Linked DNA regions of Macaca mulatta: region 1 is linked to region 2. Evidence: chromatin contacts called from public Hi-C data. All regions are on one chromosome and are shown on one strand. The core of a region is the stretch at or near the end of the contact, and the rest is flanking DNA. Distances in the headings are between cores, read along the strand shown. Region 1 holds the start of RRP1B (ribosomal RNA processing 1B). Region 2 holds the start of PDXK (pyridoxal kinase).

Region 1 (6,423 bases), core at 446-2,945, 63 kb after region 2:
TGCAAGTAGGAAAGGGCTGGGTCAACAATTTAGGTTTAGAAACCCCCAGCATATATGGACTACCTGGAACTGTGAGAGTAAACAAAATCTCTTAGGGACATCCCTAACAGAATCAAAGTCAGGAATTTTGGTCTTCATTCCTTTTTCTACCAGACTTCCCAGGAAAGTTTATTTTCTTTTTTTGGGTAGTCTGGTGATTTTTCTTAAAACAAACTGAGAATGTCAGTAATGGGGGAGATAATATCTGTTCTTTTAAGCAGATTCTAAATGTATTAGTACCATCAGTAACTAAATCAAACTTTATCTTAAAACCTCTGTCACACATTGTAGTTCATATCGTATGGGCTCACTCAAGAGTTTACAGAAAATATTCTTGGATCAGGTAAATGAAATCATTCAACAGCAGTGCCGTTAAAATCTACACTACAAAGCCCTGTGTGATCTGGCCACTGCCTACAATCTCCAACTTCATCTCATCACACTCTCCCCGCCCACCCACAACTTAATTGGTCTTTCAAACCACTCCTAGGGCACGTGAAGCTCTTTCCTGCCTCTGCATAGGCGCTTTCCGCTCATCTCTCTTCAGATTTCAGCTGAACATCACCCGAGAGGCCTTCCCAGAACAGTCTATCAAGAAGAGCAACCTCCTTCACTTCTTGCTATTACCTGGTTTTCTTTCTTTCTCTCTTTCTTTCTTTTTTTGAGACGTAGTTTCGCTCTTGTTGCCCAGGTTGGAGTGCAATCGTGCGATCTCGGCTCACCGCAACGTCCGCCTCCCAGGTTCAAGCGATTCTCCTGCCTCAGCCTCTCGAGTACTGAGATTACAGGCATGCGCCACCATGCCCGGCTAATTTTGTATTTTTAGTAGAGTCGGGGTTTCACCATGTTGGATTGGCCAGGCTGGTCTCGAACTCCCGACCTCCGGTCATCCGCCCGCCTCGGCTTCCCAAAGTGCTGGGATTACATGCGTGAGACACCGCGCCCGGCCTACTACCTGGTTTTCATTTCCTTTACTACACTTACACAAGGTCTACTTTATTTGCCTGTTTGCCTCCTTGCTTTATTACTAACAAATCCTCGAGAGTAGTGCTTCTGTCTTCTCTCCTCCAGCCCCGGCACGTAAAGGTGCTGGTCAAAGAAAGGCGGCAATCACCGACCGGACACCAGGGCAAATGAGGGCAGCCCAGTGATTCGAGATGCCGGCTGGGGAATCGGACCCATGTGGGTCTTTTCTCAGCTTTCCCGCTTACTGTGACTTTCACAAGTAACGGAACACCCTCAACCCGTTTCCTCAAGTGTAAAAAGGCACTAGACACAGCAAGAAGCGGTTCTGGCAGCGCGGAAACCTAAGCACACGCTGGGTGTCACGACAACACGTGGAAGCCGCGTTCCGTGCCAGGGCCCTGGCCCCAGCCCCGGCCCCCGGCCCGCCATGTGGCGCGGCTGACCGCCGCCGTGCGCCCACCTGTCTCCCTCTGCGTCTTCACGCTGATGTACTGGCGCAGCTTCTTCACCGCCCGGTCCCGAATGCCCTTCTCGCTGGACGCCAGCCGCTGGGCAAACTGGATCTCGGCCGGCTGCATGGCGGGGGCCATCGCGCCCGCTGGAGCATCCCCGGCCGCGCAACCCGCGGTGCAGCTGCCGCCAGCCGAGCGCCGCGGAGCAGCCAGCAGCCGTCCGCCAGGGCCTCGACTGCACAGAAGGCGGCGACGGCGCGCGGGTTGATGGCGTCACAAAGGCGCCGCGGCTCGCAGCGCGCTCTGGGAGTGAGCGCGGCCGTGGCCCTGGCAGCGGGCGGAGCGGCCCATCTCTTGTGCGAGTGGCGCCGGCTCTGCCTTTCGGTTGCCAAAATTCAGGCTGTACACGGCGAGGTTAGCCAGGGTTAGGACTTGGCCAGGAAGAGACGGACGGCTGTTTGTAAACGGTCTAGGATTTTTTGTTTTTGAGACAGGGTCTCCCTCTGTCGCCCAGGCTGGAGTGCAGGGGCGCGATCTTGGCGGTGATCTTGGCTCACTGCAGCCTCGACCACCCAGACTCAAGCGATCCTCCCATGTCGACCACCCAAGTAGCTGAGACTACAGGCGCGCGCTATCACGCCCCACTACTTTTTATTTTTGTAGAGATGGGGTCTCGCTATGTTGTCCAGGCTGGTCTCAAACTCCTGGGCTTAAGCAATCCTCCCGCCTCGGCCTCCCTGAGCACTGGGATTAAGGGATTGAACCACCGCGCCTGGCCACAGTCTAGGATCTTTAATCCCATTTAGCACACCCCGTTGAGCCAGCAGCTCACCTGCGATCTCCGTGGCACGGAGTTTTTAACTGTGGAGCCCCCGGGTCCCCGGGTGGAGTTAAGACTGGAAGGAAAGGCCGGCACTGGGGCCTGTTGAGCGGGTGAAGGGCTCACCTTCCGCCAGCGCCTGCAGAGGCTCGGGCAGGTCGGCGCGCCCCTTACTCTGGAGCCCTAGTGCCAGTGCTGGGGCACCCGCGCCGGCGTCCCGAAGCCTGGAGAGCACGCGCGCTTCCAGGGGAGTTGGGCAGGGCGGGCTGCTTGCTAACTCCAGAGAGGGAAGAAATCTTAGCTTTGGGTTCATCTAAAACCCAAGAACATCCTATATTTTGCGGACTCAGCGGGCGTGCCGGGGCAAGCTAATGGACTAGGTCACTCCACACGTAGCGGGGGGTTATCTCAGTTGCTCCGCTCAGTTATGTGGGCGACCTCCCGAGGTGCCTGTTGACACAAAAATTCAACCCTTAACATAAAAGCGCCTGAATCCGAGCGAAGGAAGGCGAACCGCGGAGGCGAGGTTTCCAGCAAAGACTGCCAGTTTGAAACAGTCCCCCATAGTGTAGCATTCCTCGCCAAACAGGAAAGGACTCATCCGATTTATTTTACTTGACACTTACATCAGGGGCTGACTTTCCTTCTGCTTTGCAGATAACCCCGGCTAAGTTTAAAACCCCGGCTAAGCCAGAAGAGCCAAAGTGGGACCTCGCCAAGACCACTCCTCGCGCTCTCGGCCGAGAATACTGCGCAAATTCTGCGAGGTTTGAGCCTCGCGCCTCTCCGTTCCCGACCCCCGGCGTGGACACGTTCCCGCGCTTTCTGGCGTCAGGGGTCAGAGGGCACGCCGCCGCGCAGGAGAACGGAGCCGAGGCCGCGGCTGCTATGGGCGAAGCAGGCGGTGCTGAGAAGGCCTGCAGGGTCAGTGGGGAAGCCCTGCCCACCGCCAGCGTGTTTGAGCCGTCGCCATTCGCTCCCCTCAGGGCCGCTCCCAGTGCGCTCGGAGACGGCCTGCTGTCGTGTGCTTGGGGGAGGCCTGGAGACTTCCTCCCCGGACAGCGTGAGCTGGGCCGGAGCGGGGCGAAGACGTGGGTGGGAGGCGACTTTCGCCTCCAAACCCACGCGGGGACCCGGTCTGTGAGGCTGCGCGCGGTGGGGGCACTCAATGGCGCCAAAGTGGGCATGGGAGCGTGGGATGGATGGTCACCTCTCTCTGCCCTGTGGAAGCCCAGTTCCCTTCCGAAGGCCCTGGCCCCGTGCTCCGGGACTTAGCGAGACAGCGTCAGTCTCAGAATCTGCCCTCCATCGATTTTTTATTTATTTTATTTTATTTTTTTTTTTGAGACGGAGTCTTGCTCTGTTGCCCAGGCTGGAGTGCAGTGGCCGGATCTCAGCTCACTGCAAGCTCCGCCTCCCGGGTTCAAGCCATTCTCCTGCCTCAGCCTCCCGAGTAGCTGTGACTACAGGCGCCCGCTACCTCGCCCGGCTAGTTTTTTGTATTTTTTAGTAGAGACGGGGTTTCACCGTGTAGGCCAGGACGGTCTCGATCTCCTGACCTCGTGATCCGCCCGTCTCGGCCTCCCAAAGTGCTGGGATTACACTGCGCCCGGCCCCTCCATCGATTTTATAACTAACTGATTGCATGCGATGGAGAAGGCGCTTGGACTCTGGGGCCAGACCCGTGTTCACATCCTGCTTCCACTCCTTATTATTTGTGCTGCATTGAGAGTCACCAAGCTCCCGTGCCTTAATTTCCATCTGGACGATCTTGGAGGCTTGGGGTGAATAGATGAGATCACGGGCAGAAGGCTTAGCAAACCCGGTGGGAAACCAGTCTAGATGACTTCCTTTTTCTCCTGATTAGTTTGGTGCTGCAATGATAAAAAGTTGCAGGCGTTTTCTTTGACTTTTAGGAATAGAGCTCTTGTATGACTTTTGTTTTTCGTGTTCTTGCTCTGTTGCCCAGACTGGAGGGCAGTGGCATGATCATAGCTCACTGCAGCCTCCAACTCCTGGACTCAAACCTTCTTCCCGCATCAGCCTGCTGAGTAGCTGGGATTACAGGTGCATGCCACCACGCCTGGCTAATTTTTGTATTTTTAGTAGAGATGGAGTTTCACCATATTGGCCAGGCTGGTCTTGAACTCCTGATCTCAGGTGATCCACACGCCTCGGCCTCCCAAAGTACTGGGATTACAGGCGTGAGCCATCGCGCCCGGCCTCCTGGGCACATTTTCATATTTTTGTAGTGACAGGGTCTCTCTATGTTGCTCAGACTGGTGTTGAACTCCTGGCCTCCCAAATTCCTGGGATTTCAAGTGTAAGCCACCATGCCTGGCCTGTTTTCTCTTATTATTTCTAACGTGTGGCTCCCTTTTTGAAGGCTGAAGCTTCAGCTTTCAAAATGTTTGCATATACATAAAATAGATCTATAGCAGAACATACAGTAGGTAGAGACATGATTTGAAATAACAATGAACATAAGAGGTGTGAAAGAAAAGCAGGTTGACTTGGGCTGTTTTTTTTTGTCATGTGAAGAGAAATAAAAGATCTGCTTGTTCTTTTAGCACATAGGTACTAAAGAGGAATTTGTTAAAGTCAGAAAGAAGGACCTGGAACGGCTGACAACTGAAGTGATGCAAATACGGGACTTCTTACCTAGAATACTAAATGGGGAGGTGCTGGAGAGCTTCCAGAAATTAAAGATTGTAGAAAAAAGTGAGTCTTCATTTTCAACAGTCATTGGTGGTAACAGTAATTTGTTCTAGCAGATTTACCTTAGGTAAAGAATTGTAAACCAATTTTAAGGTACTCTTGCAGTCCTTGCGATGATACTTGGGAGAGTCTGATGACCTAAGAAAGAGAGGTTTCCTCAATGTAGTGACTTGGACATATGTAAGTTGGTATAAGTTGGTTGCCAGTTTCCTGAGCATCTATTATCAGCTTCTATTTCTCTCTCACTTTCTTCATTGGCAGAAGAATTTTATACTTTTGATAACTGAAAAGCTCTATTCTGAAAATTAAGTACTTACTGTCATAAGTCAAGGTTCTTGCCATCTGGAAACCTTGCATGGAGTTTACTTGTCAGTACAGATAGCTGGAATTGTGTTCATTTATCTTTAGGTAGATGGGTGAGCCAGTTTCTAGAACTGATTGAAATTTAGGCTTTCTGGTGTCCATTCAGACTTTTGAGATTTGAGCTGAGCCATTGTGTTGAATACCAGTTTAGGAGCCTATTGAAGTTCCTGGAGATATTCTGAGATTGTCTCAGCACTTGCCTGATTGAGGCCAAGTCACGATTAAATCAGCCTTTGACGGTTAAGGCCAATTTACTGCATGACATTTGGTTGTTAGCCCTCACTGTGTGCCCTCTAGAAAAGGTGCATCCAGGGGGCCCAGGTAGGTCTAGCACTCATCCAGACAAGAAGATAAGTCACCCCAAGAATATGAGTTTCTGGCATGTGCAAATGTGTCTGGTCAGTGGGCCAGCCATATCCAGTTAGAAGGGACAGTTCTCATGGTTACCGCAGTGCCTCGCCCTGTTTGTATTCTCTCCGAAGTCCTCGGATCCGTTCTTCTCTGCCCTGTGGTGTGCTCTGGGAGGTAGATTCCTGCAGACGGGATTTCCCTGGTTCCCTTGCTGGCTGCCAGTGGGGCTCACCAATGGAAGGTATTGCTGGGTGGAGAGAGAGGTTGGAGTGTTTCTTCCCGCTCCCTCCCTGCTTTGCTACTGTTCTGTGGCAGTAGCTGCATCCCTCCAGAACAAATACTCCTGTCTAGAGGCCTCCTCCATAGTCCTAGCTCTTGCTGGACTCCAGGAATGCTGTTTTCTTCCCCTGCTGCTTTGGCTGTAGGGCTGTTGCTGGTCCCTGGGTACCTCAGTGTCTCTTGATGGTTCCGTTATCTCTGCTCTCCCCTCTGTAAGTGGTCCTTTCAGAAAAGTCTCAACATCTGAGTTGATTTCTCTTTCCCACTGGGACCCTGCCAGATGTATGCCATGTCATTGGTTGCCAAAATGTCAGGTCATTGACTTCTTACTTTCCCTAGTTTTGATTTCATGCTCATCCAGCAACTTTCTGAGATTAGTCATTCCTTGTGCATTTGTCTTCAGGAAAGGAAGATAAATAGGCACACACCAGTAGC
Region 2 (6,512 bases), core at 467-2,966:
CACACTTCTGCCAAGACAGCGGATGCTGTCCTTAGAGACCCTTGGTTCCACACTCCCTGGCTGTCCCCGCTTTAGGGACCCTGCACCTTTCTTCCCAAGCCCAGTCCTACTTCTGACTCTGCCCAAGCAATCCACCAGCCTGTGGTGACCTCCCCGACCCGCCTCAAGCTAGGAGTGGCCCACAGCAGTGCTTAATAGCCAGGGCCACAGAACCTGTGCACCCTGACTGTCCCAGGCAGGGTCTGCCAGCAGCTGGCTGGAAAACGGGCTCAAGTGAGACCGCCTGTGAAGCACCGCACCCTGCCCAACAGGACCTCCACTTCACTCCGGACTTGAACCCCCTACCTTTCCACACTCAACTCTGCTCGGTTCTCCTGGGGGCATACCTAGGTCAGCCCTCAGATTCCACCGAAGCTCTGCTCCCCTCTTCCTGCCTTCCTCCCAGGTTAGCCCGCACCGCAGGCCCCACCGTGCCCAAGTGGCCCTTCTTTACATCCCGCGGGGCCCAGCACACGGACCGGGCATACCTGCTCCCATCCCCAAGGACCAGGCGATAGGTGGGCAGCATGGGCGAGCCACCACCCTGCAGGGCACCCCCAGCCCTCCTGCTGACTCGACAAGGCCAGGAAGTGCCCGTCGTCCTGGTTCTGCCTCGGCTCTGCCTGACACCCATGCCACTGCACCCAGGCCTCTCTTACCCCTCCACGGGCCACTTAGCTGCAACCAGGAAGCCGTGGGCTAACGCGTTTTAAAAAGTGGCTCCCTAAAGCCGATCCGCACAGTCCCGAACTGTTTTCTGGGGCTTTTCCTCGTCAGAGCAAACACCTGCAGGGATGCCGCTCTGCCAGAGGGGGCAAGGCAGTCCCTGCCCCACCATCTTCCCTTTGGCCACCTCCTGGCGTGGTCAGGCCAAGAGTGGAGTCCACCCTCGTGGGCACCGTGACCTCACTCGGCGTCTTCCTCCCTCTTTCCGACCTCCTGACCCACAGGGGCCCAGCAGGTGAGCGCGCTACCGCCTCGAGCTCCACGGCCGCCTCTGCGTTCCAGCGGGGCAAGGTCCCGGCTCGCGTGGCTGCTCCGGGACTCCTCGGGGCTCTGCGGCATTTCTTCGCCTCCGGGAGCCTCACCTCCCCCCGCCCCCGCGGCAGTCGGCCCGATCCTCGGGAAGGGGCGAGGACGAGCGGCTGCGCCACAGCCGGTGCACAGGGCTCCCTCCTACCCGTGCACCCCGACGCCGGACACTTCCCACCCGCAGGGGCCCCCAGAGCGCTCAGCCCTCCGCTTCCGCCCCCGCAAGCCAAGCAGAGCGGGCGACCCATCTCGCGCCTGTCTCCCGGGCGCCAGGGCCAGGCTCTGCCCGCAGCTCCCAAGCCTCCCTCGGGTAACTGAGGCTCGTCTCGGGCAGCCCCGCCAAGGTCACGGGCTCGGGTTACGTAAGCCCGGGCTGCGGGCGGATGCGTACCTGCAGCGGGAACGTGGCCGCCCGGTTGCCCACGTAGCCGCGGACGACGTGGCTCTGTATGGAGAGCACCCGGCACTCCTCCTCCATGCCGGGCCTGGCCGCGGCGGCGCGGGGCCGAGGCGGGGGCACGGTCTCCGCCGTTCGCTCAGGCTCCGGCTCGGCTCGGTTCGGGCTCGGGCTCCGACCCCTGCTTCCCTCGGCTCCGACTCCGGCTCTGGCGTGCGACGGCCTCGGTCGGCGCAGACGCCTCCTTCTGACCTCAGCTGGCGGCTCCGAACCCGCGAGTTCCGCGCGGCGCCGGGGACGGGCCGAGGGCGGGCCGGGGCGGGGACAGCCGCGCAGGCTCCGCCCCTGGGCTGGGAGGAAGCGAAACCCGACCCCGGCCGCGCCGCCCCGCCAGGTGGCCCCCGCCACTCTGCCGCCGGAAACGCTGGGTTTGCACTGTCATTCCACCGGGAGAGGGCTCTGGAGCGCCGTTCGTTCGTTCATTCAGTCAACACGCGTGCTCCGCTCCAGCCCTGCGCCCCGCGCCCAGCCGCGCGCAGGGGAGACTCGAAGGCCCGGGCGCCACGCCCCTGACCTCCGGGCGCGACATTCTCACCACCCGGAGAACCACGAGAGGGCACGCGGGCGTGGGAAGAGTGCCGAGGCGCGGAAGTGACCCCAGACCCCGGATCCCCAAGGGAACCACGCTCTCAATTGCCTGCAGGGTCCGGAGCCCGCATCCAATCCACGTCCCCTCCCACGGGCCGCGGGAGCTGACAAACACGGGGCCGATGGGACCCAGTCTCCCCCCCACCGGCCTGGCGTGGCGGGCTTCTCCGGGGCGCCCCAGACCCTTGCGGACCCTGAGTACCCCCTCCGGTGGCCCGGCCTGCAGAGGCGCCCAGCCCCCGGCCACATGCCCGGCCCTACATCCACAGGTGCCCGGGCCTGGACCGCGTGTCCGATCCCAGTCCAACCCAGTCTTCCTGTGGAGGGCCTGCCTTCCACGAACCTGACCCCCTAGGGGATCCCACAGCCTTCACTTCCCCCCCCTGCGCTCTCCACAGACACACTCCCTGCGGCTTCCCTGCACCACCCCAGGGAACGGAGGCCTTTGGGTTCCAGACTTGCAGACATGGTGATTTGGGTCTCTGGGGTCAGTATCACCAGACTAAAGTCTTGGTGACCTAACACAGTGCACTTGCGGCTCTGCAGCTTGGTGAGACCCGATGCCCGACCAGGCGGTGCTGAGGACTGAGGGAGGAGGACATTTTAGAGATCCAGGTTTTAAAAAGAAAGTACATCGTGAATAGTAATAATCGTCCATTAATAATAGCTAACATTGGCCAGACACGGTGGCTCATGCCTGTAATCCCAGGACTTTGGGAGGCTGAGGTGAGCGGATCACCACAGCAAGCGATCTAGACCATCCTGGCCAACATGCTGTCTCTAGTAAAAATACAAAAATTAGCCGGAAATGGTGGTGCGTGCCTGTAGTCCCAGCTACGTGGGAGACTGAGGCAGGAGAATCACTTGAACCCAGAAGGCGGAGGTTGCAGTGAGCCAAGATCACGCTACTGCACTCTAGCCTGATGACAGAGTGATACTCCGCCTCAAAAAATAATAATAATAGCTAACATTTAAGCAGTGCATGGTGGCTTATGCCTGCAGTCCCAGCTACTAAGGAGGCTGAGGAGGGAGGATTGCTTGAGCCCAGGAGGTGGAGGCCAGCCTGGACAATATAAGGTAAACCATCTCTGAAAAATAATAGGCCAGATGTGGTGGCTCACGCCTGTAATGCCAGCACTTTGGGAGGCCAAGACGGGTGGATCACTTGAGGTTAGGAGTTCAAGACCAGCCTGGCCAACATGGTGAAACCCCGACTCTACTAAAAATACAAACATTAGGCCAGGTGCGGTGACTCACACCTGTAATTCCAGCACTTTGGGAGGCCGAGGTGGGCGGATCTTGCAGTCAGGAGTTTGAGACCAGCCTGGCCAACATGGCGAAACCCAATCTCTGCTGAAAATACAAAAATTAGCCGGATGTAGTGGCACGCACCTGTAATCCCAGCTACTTGGGAGGCTGAGGCAGGAGAATCACTGAAACCCGGGAGGCAGAGGTTGCAGTCAGCGAAGATCACACCACTGCACTCCACCCTGGGTGACAAGGTAAGACTCCATCCCCCACCCCCCCCCAAAAAAAAAAAAAAAAAGCCAGGCGTGGTGGTGCCTGTAATCTCAGCTACTCCAGGGGTCTGAGGCAGGAGAATCACTTGAACCCGAGAGACAGGGGTTGCAGTGAGCCAATATCATGCCACTGCACTCCAGCCTGGGCGACAGAACGAAACTGTCTCAAAAAATAATAGAAATAATAATAACAGCTAACATTGAGCACGTACTGTGCACTGAGCATATTTCATGCATTAACACATTGAATCTTCACACTACTTTACAGAAGAGTGTAAACTAAAATAAAATCCTAAGCCTCCCTCCACCAAGGAAGGGAACACCAGAAAAACCCTAAAACTGAGTTCCTGGTCATGAGGGAACGGGAGGTCAGCTGCATCTTTTTACTCCCTCCCTTTAGGGTTTACACACAACACTGAACAGCACTAAAGTTAAAATAGAGGCCTTAAGACCCACAGAACAGACTCTGTGGCAATAAGATATCAAATTACAAACAGGCCCTCAGGCCACAGCAGGCAAGGGTCAGCCTTGTACCCTACACTGAGAGAACGGATTCTGCCCTCACGCCACAGCTGCTTTTTCTCCAGCAGCTAAACACACACTGGCCCGGCCATGAGCAAGATTCAAATGACTGCAGCTCATCCACCCGCAGACGCAAACTGACCACGTTCCACAGCCATGACCACAGCTCTGACTGGGCAGAAGCCTGACTTCAGGAACCTCCTCCTGATAAGGGACCCCCGACCATGGACCGGCTCTGGCTGATTTACAGAGGCTGTGCACTGGAGTGCCTTTGTGTCCTGATTAGACCTCTGACATTTAGGGCCTCATTGCGACACATTGACATGTTAAGACTCCACACCAGAGTGAACACAGGTCGTATGCAACATGCATGTTTGTTTAGTACGTGTGCAGCCAGACCCCCTTCATGAATATTCACCACTCCTCCTGTAACCTGCTGCATATGTATATTTAGCCAGCCCTTTCAGCATAGAGCTCCTTCCCCAACCTCTCCTCCCTTGAAGTACCTGTCTCTTTGGGAGGGCCACTGATACAGACAGGAGGCAGGGAAATACTGCATAGAAGAGGCAGTTCCCCAGCAAAGGCCCCTAAAAAAGAACTTCACATCCCTGTTTTCCCACCTGAATGGTGCTTTTTCCAAAACCACCCTGGCCTGCCGCATCCCCATCTTGTACCCATAAAAACCCAAAACGTCACTGACAGAGGAATGCAGTGGCACAGCAGAGAAGGAGAGAAAGAAGCATCTGAACGTGAAGAGGAGTTCGACCAGGGAGGATTATCTTCTCACTCCATCCCCTTTCCAGCTCCCCATCCTGCTGACAGCCACCTCCATCCCTCAATAAAACCTCCACTTTCACCATTCTTCAAGTCCATGTGACCTGATTCTTCCTGGATGCCAGACAAGGACCTGAGTACCAAAAGGACGGGGTGTAAAAGGCTGTCACTCTGACTCTTCACTAAACTGGTTAACACTTAGCAATCCATGGATGACAATTGCTAGAAGAGAATTAATTGGCCAGGCACGGTGGCTCACGCCTGTAATCCCAGCACTTTGGGAGGCCGTGGCAGGTGGATCACGAGGTCAGGAGTTCAAGACCAGCCTGGTGAATATAGTGAAACTCCATCTCTACTAAAAATACAAAAAATTAGCTGGGTATGGTGGTGTGTGCCTGTAATCCCAGCTACTTGGGAGGCTGAGGCAGGAGAATTGCATGAACCCAGGAAGCAGAGGTTGCAGTGAGCCAAGATCGTGCCATTGCACTCCAGCCCGGGTGACAGTGTGAGACTCCATCTCAAAATAAATAAATAAATAAATAAAGAGAAATAATTGTAACACAACCCTAGATGCTACCATGAGGCTGGAGTCCAAAAGTGCTTGCCCTGGCCCTCGCACCCACTCACCTGCATGCTCCCCCTGCCATAAGGAGTTTGTGACAGGTAAGCAAGCCAGAAACTTGTTTGTGAGTCCCGCAAAAGGCTCCAGGGAACTCTCCTGTCACAGCACCTTGAAGGCTGTAACACTTTGTAAGAAATAAAGTCTCCTCTCCTTTCCCAAACTTATAGATTATGAAGTTAATAAACTAAGGAGAAGTCAGAGGTTACAGAGTCGGTGACAAGCAGTGCTGGGTGAGAGCCCCAGGAACCCACAGAGGCAGCACCAGCCACTGCCATTACTACCCTTTGCTCATCCTACTCTGTGAGTCTCTCGCCCTTGGCTCTTAGGAGCACCTGATGAATCTCTCTCTCTCTCTGCAGTGGATTTCATCCTTCTGCACTTTGATCCATCACCCGTGGTCCCCTCCCCATCCCCAGCCCCCGCCCTCCCATCCTATCACACCTTTGGTCCCAGGCACTAAGAGGAAAGAGCAGGGGAGACATGGAAGAGAGCTGACCAGCCTCCAGGCCCGTGGGCTCCAAGACCCTCCTTCTTGACAGAGGGCCCTGATCAAAACTCTAAAAATGACATTGTGGTGAGTACATTTTTGCCTGTGGTTTCTTGGGCTTTAGAAAGATCTGGTTGCCCGTTCCCAGCTGTTGTGCAGATGGCCAGTGCCTGTGGTTCTCACACTGGTCATTTTAGAGTCACCCAGGGAACTGGATACACACACCTAGGCCTAGCCCTGTCCTACCTCATTGAGCCTTGCCCTGAACTTCTTTTTAGCTCTGCAGGTGCTTCTGAGACCACCCAAGGGTGAAAGGCACTGTGTGGGCAGATGAGCTAATTTGCTGTTTTTATGAGCACATGTCAGTTGGCACTAATTATCAGTCCAAGAGCAAAGCTTTTTCCTTGATGACTCAGATAGTAAAGACCTTCTAGACACTATGAGTCTACTGAAAAGATGCCCAGTCCTGGC

What was found. A called contact is a pair of places that touch in the nucleus more often than the background predicts.
Region 1: a contact with region 2 is called in a Hi-C map of liver, with 3 times the contacts expected there. The contact joins the promoter of RRP1B here to the promoter of PDXK in region 2. A contact is called at or near these places in 2 of 14 Hi-C or Micro-C datasets (fetal cortex germinal zone and liver).

What each region holds. Positions count from the first base shown.
Region 1 is chr3:3,881,064-3,887,486 of T2T-MMU8v2.0, forward strand. It overlaps RRP1B (ribosomal RNA processing 1B), which reads right to left and starts at 1,696. Exons shown (of 16, transcript XM_077995535.1): 1 at 1,466-1,696. The coding sequence starts at 1,595. It overlaps HSF2BP (heat shock transcription factor 2 binding protein), which reads left to right and starts at 1,722. Exons shown (of 8, transcript XM_077995593.1): 1 at 1,722-1,871; 2 at 2,935-3,201; 3 at 4,848-4,998. The coding sequence starts at 1,725.
Region 2 is chr3:3,817,889-3,824,400 of T2T-MMU8v2.0, forward strand. PDXK (pyridoxal kinase) reads right to left here and starts at 1,717. Exons shown (of 12, transcript XR_013414814.1): 1 at 1,463-1,717. LOC144339614 (a long non-coding RNA gene) reads left to right here. Exons shown (of 2, transcript XR_013414859.1): 2 at 1-872.